Regions from separate parts of the Gossypium hirsutum genome. Here region 2 is linked to region 1. The links are chromatin contacts, called in public Hi-C maps. All regions are on one chromosome and are shown on one strand. Each heading gives the region's core, a stretch centred on a gene start, on an enhancer-like site or on the middle of the called end of the contact. The rest is flanking DNA. Distances are from core to core; before and after follow the strand shown. Region 1 holds the start of LOC121206016. Region 2 holds the start of LOC107889014 (triose phosphate/phosphate translocator, chloroplastic).

Region 1 (6,892 bases), core at 2,156-4,655:
ATCAAACTAAAATTCAATCAACTAAATAGGCAATTTTAAATGAATAGATTAAATTTTAAAAATTATATTAAAAATTTTAAATCGTAGCATTAATTTAATGAGAAATTTTATATATAATATGATAAAAGAAATCTAATAAGTTTCAGGTTATGTGACATCCAATTTGTAAGATGACAAAGTTATGAAAATATGTAATAAAAAAGAACATGGATAAATGGTATACTTTTAGAAGGAAAGCATAGTTTTTTTTTAAATGAATAAATTGATTTATTCAAAGATTTTATATAAAAATATTAAAAATCTAAACAATTTTATAATAACATTTGTTACTCTTTCTCTTTTTTCTCCGTCAATATGCATAATTGAAACTAGAAAGTTAGTGGGAAAACTCAACCAGCTTTTTAGTCAAAATAACAAAACAGCCGAATAAACAAAGGATAAAAACATTCGTCATTCAACCCAACTTTTAATGACTAATCAAACATATATCACCTTCGAACTTTAAATAGCTCTAATCTTCTCACCTCAACAATAGCCAAAGCTACAACCATACTATTACCTTGCATCTTCACCACCGAGAATGTAGCAATTTTTCTATGGAATTGGTAGCAAATTACTTACAACACTAGCTAAAATAGAAGTTTGAAGATAATATAGATAAAAAAATCAATATAGAACTTATAGATGGGCCAATGTAATGGTATTAATAATGATATTACTACATTAAAAAATTATAAAACCAATACATTTAAGAATATTTATCATTAATTTATATCATATTTATGTTTAATGGGTTATTATTACTGAGTTACTGTCATCCTTCAATTGAATCCCAACTCAATTGAATAATTATCAAAAACCCCTTCCTTTTATAAAATAACAAATATTTTTTTAAGGATATTTTTGTCATTTAAATCATATAAATCTAAAAAATGCATTTGATAAAATTTGAAATCGAAACACTATACTTTTCAATGTATTTATTATTTTAACTAAAACTTTATTTGATCTTTAAATTAATTTTTATAAATATATTTGTTACATAAAATTTTTTTTACCTTATATGTCATAATCATATATATACACACTATAGTAATTTGATGTTTCAATATATTTGCCATTTATCAATATATAAAATTATCACGTAATTATTAATTAATTTTAAAAAAAATTAAGAATTTAGAATCAATTAATTTAAAATACGAAATCTCCATCATGAATTACTTATCTAATAGACGTATTTTTTTAATAATGCTATGATTTTTTTCTTTTCCTACCAAATTTATTATTTAAAAATAAATTAATTTCTTGTATTAATTATGACCTACATTATAAATTTAAAAGACATTTTAATTAGGATCTACATTATATTTTAAAAGTTAACAATTCATATTAAAATTTTAAAATCATACCTAATACATATCATAATTAAACATAACTATTTGATCAATAATACTAATACATATCCCATGCATAATTCACCGGAGGAGCTACTAACTGCGATGCAGGAGGATAGGGATAGCTATGCTATAGCTAGAGAAATTGTGTTGTAAACTTTTCTATTCAGTTTTTCTCTTTCTTACTATGTTTAAAAAAAAAAATACAAATTACCATCAATGCTAATATTGTAATATTAATACTAGACCTCTATCAATCAACTTGTGTTTTTGTTTAATATATTAAATTAAGAATACACATGTGAATATAAAGTTGCCTAAACAGATAAACTTTTTTTTAAGCTAAATTCATTAATTTATTCAATGACTAAAATCATACAATTTTGGAGGGAAAAATAACAACCACTCGTCGTAAATGGTAAATGATAAGCTCCATCAACACAACAAAGACTTTAGTTTTAACATGAATAGAATATTATGACACGTTGACAATTGATTTTAGCACAACTCAAGCACAACATATCTAGAGTGATTGCAAGCACTTAATATGATAAGGAAATCAACCCTAAATAGTCCAGCGGCAAGTAAAAATCGACAAAAGAATTGTGCATTCACCAAACTAGAAAGGACAACAACAAAACCATCCTTAAAATCACTTGTAAAACTAAGGTTACGTGCATAAGCAAGATTAAAAAAATGTGCTACAAAAGCAGACAAAAATTTCTAAAACTGAAAACTTATTAAACAATGAAAAAACAAATAAAAAAATATAAAACTTAAGACAACACGGGATCAAATCGACTAGTGAAATTATTTATTATTTTGAAATACTCTCAAAATATAAACATATTAATAAGCTGACGAAGAGCCACCACCTTTCCAAGAAAAAATACTGGTGGTCGATGGAGTTTTAGCGAACAACCGGTGTCATCATCTGTCTATCATAACTTGTGAAAACAACAAAGATAACCACAAGACAGATATGCAAATTGAGAAGAGAAAAGACCCGCGGAGTGAATGAGAAGAAAAGAATGTTGGTGGGAAGGAGAAAAAGGTAGGTGACTTTTTTTAAATAGACTTCGGGATAGACTTTTTATTTTTTGAATAAGAAATCTGACTGGATTTATTTATATGACTAAAATACATGAAAGCAGAGTTTGGGCTAAAATCCATAAAAATAGAAATAAAAGAAATCAGAAAACAGAAGTAAAGGTCTATTTAGAATCGGGCCTAAAGAGAGAACTAGTATAACTAGCCCAATTCGTCTGAATTTAACTAGACTAAAATAGGAACTAAGACTTATCCTGTGCCAGTCAAATCAAACAGCTGGAAACCAATAGCTGTCATCTTTTCAAATCAACCGTTCCAGCCATTAATTATAGCAGGTTTTCAAAAAATGCATTAACTTCTCATCTGCTACTTTTCACTTCACAACTTTTCATTTCTTCTTTCACTCAGTCTGGAGCTTTTGGCCAAAAACTCTCCACTGCTTGGTGAACCGAATCTGGGATTCCTCCAATCAGGTAAAAGCTTTCTCTTCTCTTAAGGGCTTCATTTGCTATAACATGAGCGTAGACATTCTTTGCCTTAGGAATAAAATGAAAGTCGATCTCTTGGAATCTGTCTTTTTTGCTTTGTATGTCTCTGATAATTGCTCCAATGACCGATTTGTCTGTATCAATACTTTGGCATTTCTTAATGATAGTTTTCGAATCTCCCACTACTTCTATTTTGTTTAACCCCATAGAAATCCCTAATTTTATTGCCTGTAATATTGCATATACTTCTGCCGTGAACGGAGTTGCTATCTCGGAGTGCATGACTGCCTTCGGTGCGAGGATCTCCCCCTCCTCGTTCCGTACGAGCAAACCTGTAGTCGATCTGGACGATAGTCGGTTGAAGGCTGCGTCAAAATAAACTGTGATCCTTCCCCTTCTACGTATTTGTTGAGTATTTTCAGCTGGTTGAAGAGTAAATCTTTTCTCCTCTATTGCATCCAGTTCTACCATATAGTTCTGAGTTTGTCTTACTATTTCGATTCCTGTTATATGTCTTCTTTCATATAATAACTTATTTCTGCTGAACCAGATTAACCAAAGACCACAACAAAATAGCCGGATCTACTCATCTGTTCCTTTATCAAAGACCTAGGTAAACCATTGCCACATATTCAGATTATTATGGCCTAAAACCCATGCTAGTCTTAACTGATTCCAAACTTTGATTGTAGATGGACATTGTTGAAAAATATGAGTGTTGTACTATTCTTCTTGGCGAAATCTAGGACATTGGGCATCCACCACAACCCTCTTGAGCCTAAGGTTGACAAGAGATGGAATGAAGTTCCAAGATATTCTCCAAACTGTAATTTGAATTTTTAAGGGGATGTATAATTTCCATAGTTTTCTGTAAAAATTTCTAATTTCGGTCTATAAAATAATAGTAGTAGAATCCAAGCAAATTTCATGTAATAGCTTGTAGGCACTCCTAACGGAGAACTCCCCTGTCAACTCCCCTCTCCATACTTAAAAATCTTCGTGTGCTGTCTCCGCTAGCGGGATCTTCAGAATTTTTTCCGCTACATCCATTCGGAAGGTATTCCTTATGACCTCTGTTTTCCAGCTTCTATTAGTGGCTTCGATTAAATTTGAAACTAACTTAATATTATCATTGTTGTCTTGATTCGATATTCTATCTGCTTCATTTCCTGATATCCATAAATCATCCCAAACAGATATTTGATCCCCTCTCCGAACCCTCCACTATAATCCTTTCTCTAGAAGCCCTCTTGCAGCCCAGACACTTTTCCAGGTAAGCAAAGGTAAATTTCCTAACCGAGCCTTGTAGAAATTAGAATTAGGATAATATTTTACCTTCAAAACGCGGGCTAATAATGAATTTGGGGAATTGATAAGACGCCACCCCTGTTTGCTAAAAAGGCAACATTAAACTTCGCAAGATTTCGAAACCCAAGGCCACCATCTTCTTTTAATAAGCATAAATCTTTCCAAGCGCACCAATACTAGAATTTAACTATTATGACCTCCAATTCAGCACATAGAGTTTTAAGAAGTAGAAAACAAGCCATCGTATAAGTTGGGATAGATTGGAGTATAGCTTTAATAAGAACTTCATTTCCTCGTTGGGAGAGATATCTTATACTTCAATTGTCAATTCGTTGTTTAAATCTATCCTTCAAATTTTGAAATGACGACCTCTTTTTCCTTCCCACCATATTAGGGAGCCCTAGATATCTTTCTAGATCAGTTGACCTTACTCTATGTTCGAAACTGCAACCCTTTCCCCTTCTTGTGTATTTGAACTGAAGAATACAGTCGATTTATCATAATTAACACATTGACCTGAGCTCCTCTCATACTCATTCAAAACCTGTTTTAGTGACTGTGCCCGCATTTCAGTAGCTTCTGCAAGTAAGATACAGTCATCTGCAAAGAGTAAATGAGAGATGGTTGGCCTACTTCGACAAACTTTAACTCCTTTTATAATGTTTCTTGTTCTCGCCAGCCGCATTAGACTCGAAAGCCTTTCCCCACAGAGTAAAAACAAAAACGGACTGAAAGGGTCCCCTTGTCTAAGACCTCTAGATGGAAGAAAATTTTCTCCTACATTTCTGTTGAAAACTACACTATGATACTGTAAACACATAATTCATTAACGAACTAACCCATCATGGGTCAAATCCCATTTTCTTCATTACCTCATTCACAAAGCTCCATTCAACCCTATCATATACCTTACTCATGTCTAGTTTCACAGCCATAAACCTTTTTTTTCCTGTCTTGTGCTTTAAAGTGTGCAGAACCTTATAAGCTTGTAACACGTTATCAAAAATCAGTTTTCCTGAAATAAAAGCATTTTGTGTTGAATCAATGCATTCATGAATCACTGCCCGAAGCTGTTTAGCAATGACCTTAGCTATCAATTTATAAATCACATTCCATAAGCTAATTGGCCTAAATTGAGTAATACTGGAAGGATTTAGAATTTTTCGGATTAGTACAATATTTGTTTTGTTGATCGAGCATAATTACATACTTTCATTTAATCTTTGAAGGCAAAAAGTAGATACATTCTCCCTAATGAGCGGCCAACATTTTTTATAGAATAAGGCTAGAAAACCATCATCTCCTGGTGCTTTTGTAAGACCTAATCCTGATAGAGCTTCTCTTATTTCCTCCTTGGTGTATCTTGTCTTTAATTTCTCATTATCTTCCTCAAAAATGCATCTGTCAATTCCGAACAAGATTTTAAAGAAGTTATCTTGTCTTCCTGTTGAAAATAATTTCAGAAAATATGATCTAGCAATTTCTTCCATCTCTTTAGCCTCCTCTGTCTCTATGCCGTCTTCAAACTGCATATTGTGAATAAAATTACACTTTTTTCTTTGGGTCGCCTGCTTATGAAAAAAAGCTGTATTTTTGTCTCCAAGTTTCAACCAATTTATTCGGGCCTTCTACTCTTAGTAGCAGTCATCCTTTTCAATCTCAAAATTCAAATTAATCTTTGTATTACTAAGCTCTGCCAAATTTTCATCACTTCTATCAGATTCTAGTAATTTTGCCAGCTTTGATGTTAGGACCTCTGTTTTCATTTTTTTGCACCGTCAAATTTGGTTTGCCCAACTCGTTAAACCTCTTTTGATATCATCTAGCTTGCTGAAAAGATCACTTCCGGCATTTTCCCAATACATTTAACTTCCTTATAAAATGTTTCCTCCAAAACCCACCTGGCCTCAAACTTAAAAGTTTTTTTGAATCAACCTTCCAACTCTGTGCTCTGTACTAATAAGAAGTGGACAATGGTCCGAGAATGAATGGGGGAGATGTTTAATTTGAAAATTTGGGAATAAAGAAATCCATTCTTCCGTAGGTATACCCCTATCTGACCTCTCTTGAATGTTCGTTTCTGGGAGGTTCCCTCTTTCCCAAGTAAACCAACTACCTGAATAACCCACATCTACCAAGCTACAATCAGCTAACTTCTTTCAGAAAGCTTCCATTCTTCTCTCATCTCTAGGTAGACCTCTTTTCTTCTCAAAGCCATATAAGATCTCATTAAAGTCCCCACAAACCAGCCATGGATACTCTTCGTTATTACTTAAACGTCTCAACAAATTCCATGAATCATCCCTATCATGTGTGTTAGCAGAACCATAGAAACCTATAAATCTCCACTTCTTCTGATCACCTACATCCTCAATAATCACATCAATATGTCGATTAGAGAAACTTTGTAGCATTATATTAGCATCCCCTCGCCATGCTAAACTTAGTCCCCCTTTAGAACCAACTGAATCAACATCAATACCAAAATGAAACCCGCAACTCCGCCAAACTTTTTCCATTTGATACTTATTAATTTTTATCTCCATAAAGAAGAACACTTGGGGATAATGTAATTTCAGCCTATGCCGAAGTCTTCGAACTGTCCATGGATTCCCCAGACCATGGACGTTCCAACTTAAGATTTTCATT
Region 2 (6,892 bases), core at 2,241-4,740, 420 kb after region 1:
AGCTTTAACAAAAAAAAAAGTAAAACGGTATTTAAGATGCCCCTTCCTTGCCCATTTCACTAGTTAAATAGACCCACCTACTTCCAAAATTCCCGACCCAGTAATATTAAACACATCGCATTCGTGTTTATGACATTCATACATTCCAATCGTTGTGTTTATGTTTATACAACACGCAGACATGGATTACACAGATTGTCAGGCCAAAAACCAGGCAGATTTAAGAATCTGAATATCCGGACCGTTCAATTCTAAATTGAAGGTCAATGGCGAGTGCAATTAGTTCTAAGTTAAATCGTGTGTGTGTGTGTATGTTTTGGTAAGAATGTTTCTTACTTACTCGTTTCTCTTCTTCCATCCTGGCCTTGATGAAAGAGTACATTGCCACTCCAGCAATAGCTATGGCTGTTCCAATACCTGTCTGCGTTGAAATCTTGTTTCCTGTAAGAAGTAGATCGTTCAATATTCAGCCTGAAGAGTTACATCCTGACAGTAATCCGAAAACAGAGTATAAGCAAAGATTAAGATTTAAACTTACCAAAGGCCAGGATTGAGAAGCCAATGACAAACACACGTTTCAGCACATTGCCAACTGCATGAGTGAGTGGTGCCACCCGCTCTAGTGTGTTGGTAGCCAACTGAATACCAAAAAAATCTTCATCAGCTTCATCCGTACATATAAGGGCTTTACTAATGAGCGACGCATAAGACACTGTTCAGAGTATCACTCTTATTTTCAATACATTGGTGTAAGAGTGCTTTCAGGGAACTCATTAGCAAAATCATATGTCAAGAGGCATCATGCTTGGATTAGATGCATAGAATCATAAATCAACACGAATGGAACTTCAAACAATGAAAATAAGGATAAGATAATGTACCTGATTGTAGAGATGGTAAAACATACCCACCCAAAAGAGATCCGAGATGAATTTAGTCATACCAACTTTAGCAATAGCATCAGTGAAACCATGCTTCATTAATTGAGGGCCCTCGAACTGCAATGAGGGAAACGAGGTTTAAGCGACCGTGGGCTCTAGGTTCGAAAGTGTCTAAATATCTGCAGTTGCCCTCAAATTTTTACTTACAATGATGGCCGGAGGAATACAGACGAAGAGCGCAATGATGGAAATATAAGCGTAGACATTTGTACTGTCCATATCGGTCTGCATATATACGAAAAACCGACAAATATCATAAAATGCTTATCACAATAGAGGGTCAAAAATATAAAGGAAGTGAAGAAGAGGAAGAAAGGAGCTCTGTTTGATTCTTTCAAAAAGGAACTGCGAAGAGTTTCAAAGAAAGTCACCATAGCTTTCTTGGAATAGATACTCCTGTAAGTGAATGAAATGTTAGAAATCATTGCACTAATGAAACCCGTCCAATTGAACGACAGCTCAGTCAGTGATGCCATCGATACACCTGCATGCATTTTGGGTTAAATGATACCCAAACATGGAGACACGTTAACAATTCAAGTGCAAATTGCCAATCTCGTAATAGAGTTCTAGAGTTTGTTTATCTACACAATTAGAGCTAGAGCACAATTGATACTTGAGCCAATTCAAATGAGATGACCGAACAAAGAATAGAGAAATCACCAATAACAACAGGAGCAAGAGACAGCCATAGAGTTAATGGAATGGATTGTCCAAGTATGAATTGGGAAGCAGCAGCATTGAAGAAAGGCTCAAGAGCTGAAAAAAACAACAACAAACTAGTTATCAATAGGCTACACCTGACATAAAACCACATATATTTAAAATATCATCCTTAACTATGTTAGTCGGAAGTTGGTGTGAGTGTTGAGACAGGCAAGTGTTCAACACGCCATGTCTGAAAAAGTGTCAGACATGAGTGTTGGACATGAATGCTTCAAGAAAAATAAAGAGTTGGGAGCAACATAGCCTGCACAAGAGAATATATAGATACATATAATGTCATCATCACCTTTGATTGTGTGGGTGAAAGACACAGCAACAGCTGCAAAGGAGACATTGCTAGTTACATGGCCCAATGCATGGCATACGGCAACAGGGATCAACAACTTCAGTAGGTTTGAATCAATAGGCTACACACAGATTTACATAAATCATCAGTGCCACAATAGCGACAAATTCTCGGGTTTTCCTCAAAAAGAACTTTAGCAGGTTATAACATGTTGCATTTTCCCCACATTGAGGATTCTTACAGCAGCTAACACAACTAAAAGATTTGTAAGAAACTACGTTGTAATATTAAGATGATGGGATTTAATTCCTTCACTTACAGCTCGCTTAGGGAGGCCAACGGCCCAGCCGATCAAACAATATATCACCCCAACGAACAAGTGAATAACTGACACAAAACTGCATAAAAAATGGCATCAAACCATTACTATTCAATGGGAAAGAAAAAGTAAAATTCTGGTTTTGGATTCTCTAGTGTAAAATTTTGAAATTTAATCTCTATACTTATAATTTCACATAATTTGATCCTCTCCAATATTATTAGCAGGTCTAAATTGATAATGCTGGTAACTGCGGCCGTAAACGTGAAATTCACGAATCTGCTAAAACTATTAACCCCGTTATTAATCAACCATTAAGACATTAAAAACTGCAATTAACAGTATTATTTGGACCTACAAATAATATTATAAAAGTAAAGGCATTATTCCACGTTAAAGTTGAGTTAGTAGATGGACTAAAACTAAGATTAGACCAAATGATAAGTTAAAAATTCCCCAAAAAAACAAGAAAAATGATATAAAAACTCCAATTACTTACTAGGGATAAGGGAAGTAATTGTAGATCTTCTTGTTGAGAATGTTAAAGATTACATTTAAGAAGTACCTGGAAGGATAAAAAATAGAATTAAAACACGATGTTGTAAATTGAAATTTAAAAAAAAAATTGAAGTAAATTTGACTGTTGACCGAATCTTAACCACGGTTCAAACCGCCGAACATTTGACGGCTAAACACGCCGACCGGTTTTTTTACCTACCACATGAAGAAGAAGAAGCCAGTAACAAGAGCGGGATACTTTTGGAAGAATCCAACCGGAGCGATCTCAGCGTCCCTGCAATATCACCGAATCAGTGAGTCAGAGAACTAAGGCGTGGACGAGTTTGACCGAGTCAGAACGGAGGAAACGGACCTCACCCGGCGGAATCGCTTCCTCCCCCGGCCGCCGACGACGCGGAAGCTAGAACCGGCTTCAAAATCTCCCGTTTATTGACCGGCGAGATCTCGAGCAACAGCGACGGCCTTAGCTGTCTCCCCCATATCACGTTCCCGCCTTCTCCGACGGCTCCGATAGGCTTAGCCGAAGCAAACGAAACACTGAGAGAGTCTCGCGAAAGCTTCGGCCTGATCTGAGGCAAGCCGGCGATGGTGGAAGCGCGTGACAACAACCGCGACTCCATTGTTACTGAGAGGAAGAGAGAATCAAATGGCTATCCCCTTAGATAAGAGTGAGCTCTTTAATGGAGGGAAAAGAATTAAGAAATTAACAGATTTTTCATTTTCTATATTTATTTTGGTTTATTTCTAAGTTTAGTCCTTATACTATTCTAAAATTTGATATTTAATCATTTTATTTTAATTTGATATAATTTATTATTGGTGTAGGGTTGAGCAAATTTTTTTATTTCGAGAAATCAAAAACCAATTTAAATCATACCACAAATTAACAAACTATCATTACTCCAACTAAATCAATTTTTATTTTATTTCATTTATAATTAATTTTAATTTTTATGATGTAAAAATAAAAATTGTAAGGTTCAGTTGACATTTTTTCTGTGATAACAATAAGAAAGATATGAATTTAAGAGCGTTTAAACACATGTTATTTATTATGGGTGTGTTATAGGCAATAGTAGTAATTTTTTATATTTTTTATTTAAAATAGTAAAAACAACATAAAAATGCTATGTGTTTGTTTTCAAAAATAATATATTTTATATGAAAATTTATTTTTAAAAAATATTAATAAAAAATTCTTAAAATTTTATTAAATAATTTTCACAACTCATAAAACAAAGTTCATTTTGTCAATATAAAGTCTAAAACTCAAAATTAGTATGTAAAAATCGAGAAATAAATTGAAGTATCACAACCAATTTAAACAAATTGATCAAATCGAATCGAACTCAACCCTAATTGTTTAAACATGTGACAAGATTCCACGTGACTTACTGGTAGTGTGGTCGAGTAACAATAAAAAAAACAATCATGTTATCACTTTAATTACAACAACTAATTGTGTATTTTATATATTAAAAAAAAAGAAATCAAATTATGTCGAATTAAGGTAAAAGATTAATCTCAAAAAAATTAACATAGTCAAGGGACTAAAACCAGAATTACACCTTTCTTTTTTTTGTTTTTAAAATTATCGATTAATTCTATTTTATTGGTCCTCGATTCTCAAAAAAAATTACGTCGTTTTGGTCGCCTGCGGCAAGGTACAGGCGAATACGCTGTATACTCTGGCTTTTTGACGTATAATAAAGATCAGAAACCGAGGAGATTATTAATCAACGGTGGAGAAAGCATTGAAATAGAAATGAAGAGATTGAGATGTGGGGCCAGATCTTATCCCCTGTGTATGGCTGGTGAAGACAGATATCTCGTCCAATTGTTTACGAGTGGCTTCTATTTTGCCTTGTTTTTGCAAATATCCTTATCGTCTCCCATCCCCTTTCCATTATTTGCTTGAAAGTAAATGTTTACAATTCCACTTTTAGTCCCTCTATGATGCTTACTCTTATATTTTAATCAATCTATTTTAATTCGATACAATTTAATGCTCTATTTTTGGTTCAAATGGATATCATCATATGTTGCTACCCTTAAAAATGATAACATGAATTTCTATTAGTGTTATTTGGTCATAGACAAGGTCAATCAGTAATATATTTATATGTTAGTCACTATTTTAGAAATAAGATTAAATTATACCACAAGTCTTTGTACTATTTAAAAATTTGAAATTTATTCTCTATACTTTTATTTTTAAAATTTTAATCTTTTTTTAGATTTCAAAATTTTAATACAATTGTTAACTGTTGTTAACATTATTTCGTTAAATTTAAGTTCATTACAACTTCATTTTTTTAGTTATATGACAACCAAGTGATTTTTTTTTTAATTTTAAAATGTCATACCAACAAATTTAACAAAATAATTTAACAACAGATGTGTTAACTATGATGGAACCTTGTACATCTAATGCAATTATTTGGTAAGTTTTAGTTTTAGTTATATAGCTTTGAGAGTAAAGTTGTCTATATGTCAAGTTGAGCTTTATCGTTTCAATGAGAGTAATATATTTATAATATAATTTGAGTTCTTGATTAAGTTGATGTTATCTTCAATCAGGTCATTTACTCGGTTAGAAAGTTATGAGAATGTCCTTTTATAATTAAAATAAGTAACATTATTTCAGAGTATTTTAATTTTTTATTTAAAAAATAATAAAAATATGCATATGGTGAGATTGAAAGACAAATTCATTAGTAAAACTTTTATTTTACCATTCAACTAAAGTTTTATTTTGATATTTTTGTACATTTTAATTTTTTTATACATACTTTATTACCTCCATAAGTTGTATATCTATATACTAATCTTTAAAATCCCAACTGAGTTGGTGTCGCTCTTTAATCAGGTCACCAACTTGGCTAGAAAGTTACGAAAATGTCATTTCGTAATTAAAATAAGTAATATTATTTGAGGGTATTTTAGTCTTTTTGCTTTAAAGAAAATCAATAAAAATATGCATACGGTGAGAATTGAACCCACACTAATTGTATTAGTAAAACCTTTAATTTAACATTCAATTGAAGCTTTATTTTAATATTTTTTATACATTTTAATTTTATTATACACATTTTATTACTTCGACATTGACTCAAGATTTATGAAAATATTATGATAAACAATTTAACCTAAATTTTTTCATTTTAATAATGTACATGTTCAATGTGTTTTATTAATTAGTTTCAAACTATACATTTCATTATTTATTTTATGTTATTTTTAAATAGATATTTGTGTTCTAAATTTGTGGTTTTTACATGCATACGCGTTTAATAGAATTTCTAGAATTAATAATGTATTTGATTGAGTTTGTGTCACAAATTAACTCGACACTGACTCAAAATTGATAACAAAACAACAATAAACAATTTAATCTATTTTTTAAATTTTAATATCATGCATATTTCACGTGTTATTATTAATTTGTTTCAAGTTATATGCTTTATTATTTATTGTATGTTATTTTTAAATACACATTTGTGTTCTATATTTGTGATTTTCACACACATAGGTATGTCATAGGATTTCTAATAGCTCAATTTAAAATATGAATTTCATATTTTGCTAAATTTACCAATATTATTTTAATTTTTTTATAAAAAACCATATATGTTATTTTTAATTAATATTTGATTAATGTTATATATTTTTTCTTTTACTAAAATTAAATATAAACAATTTACTTTTTATAAAAATTATATTATAATATTATTTTCATATTATATAAATTAAATAATATATAAAAAATAGCATATTATAAAATTTGAAAATAAGTAAGGTTAAAATTAACTACTTTTTTTTATCACTGAATCATTTGAAAAATGCTCTCTAATTCGCAATTTTCCAGTAATGATGGGGATGGTGATCCTCACCCTGAAAGTGATCGGAATACTAAAAAAGTGAGGTTTAAAGACAATTTAGTTGAAGAAGACACAATTATGGATAGGGACCCAAATCCAAAACTGACTTTGTTGTGGAAAGACAAACTTTTAGGGGGCCTTACTGTTGATTCTGCCTTGGATTGTTCTGCTCCTACTGAGGGAAGCAATAATGATCTTAGGTTGCTTGAAGGAGATGTGA

Evidence for each region. A called contact is a pair of places that touch in the nucleus more often than the background predicts.
Region 2: a contact with region 1 is called in a Hi-C map of leaf, with 2.1 times the contacts expected there. The contact joins the promoter of LOC107889014 here to the promoter of LOC121206016 in region 1. A contact is called at or near these places in 2 of 34 Hi-C or Micro-C datasets (both in leaf).

Annotation. Positions count from the first base shown.
Region 1 is chrA09:60,170,682-60,177,573 of Gossypium_hirsutum_v2.1, forward strand. It overlaps LOC121206016, which reads right to left and starts at 3,406. Exons shown (of 1, transcript XM_041076173.1): 1 at 2,852-3,406. The coding sequence starts at 3,406. The coding sequence ends at 2,852.
Region 2 is chrA09:60,590,244-60,597,135 of Gossypium_hirsutum_v2.1, forward strand. It overlaps LOC107889014 (triose phosphate/phosphate translocator, chloroplastic), which reads right to left and starts at 3,491. Exons shown (of 12, transcript XM_016813303.2): 1 at 3,149-3,491; 2 at 2,991-3,065; 3 at 2,772-2,837; 4 at 2,273-2,351; 5 at 1,954-2,074; 6 at 1,605-1,700; 7 at 1,313-1,425; 8 at 1,089-1,166; 9 at 882-998; 10 at 539-638; 11 at 341-441. The coding sequence starts at 3,411.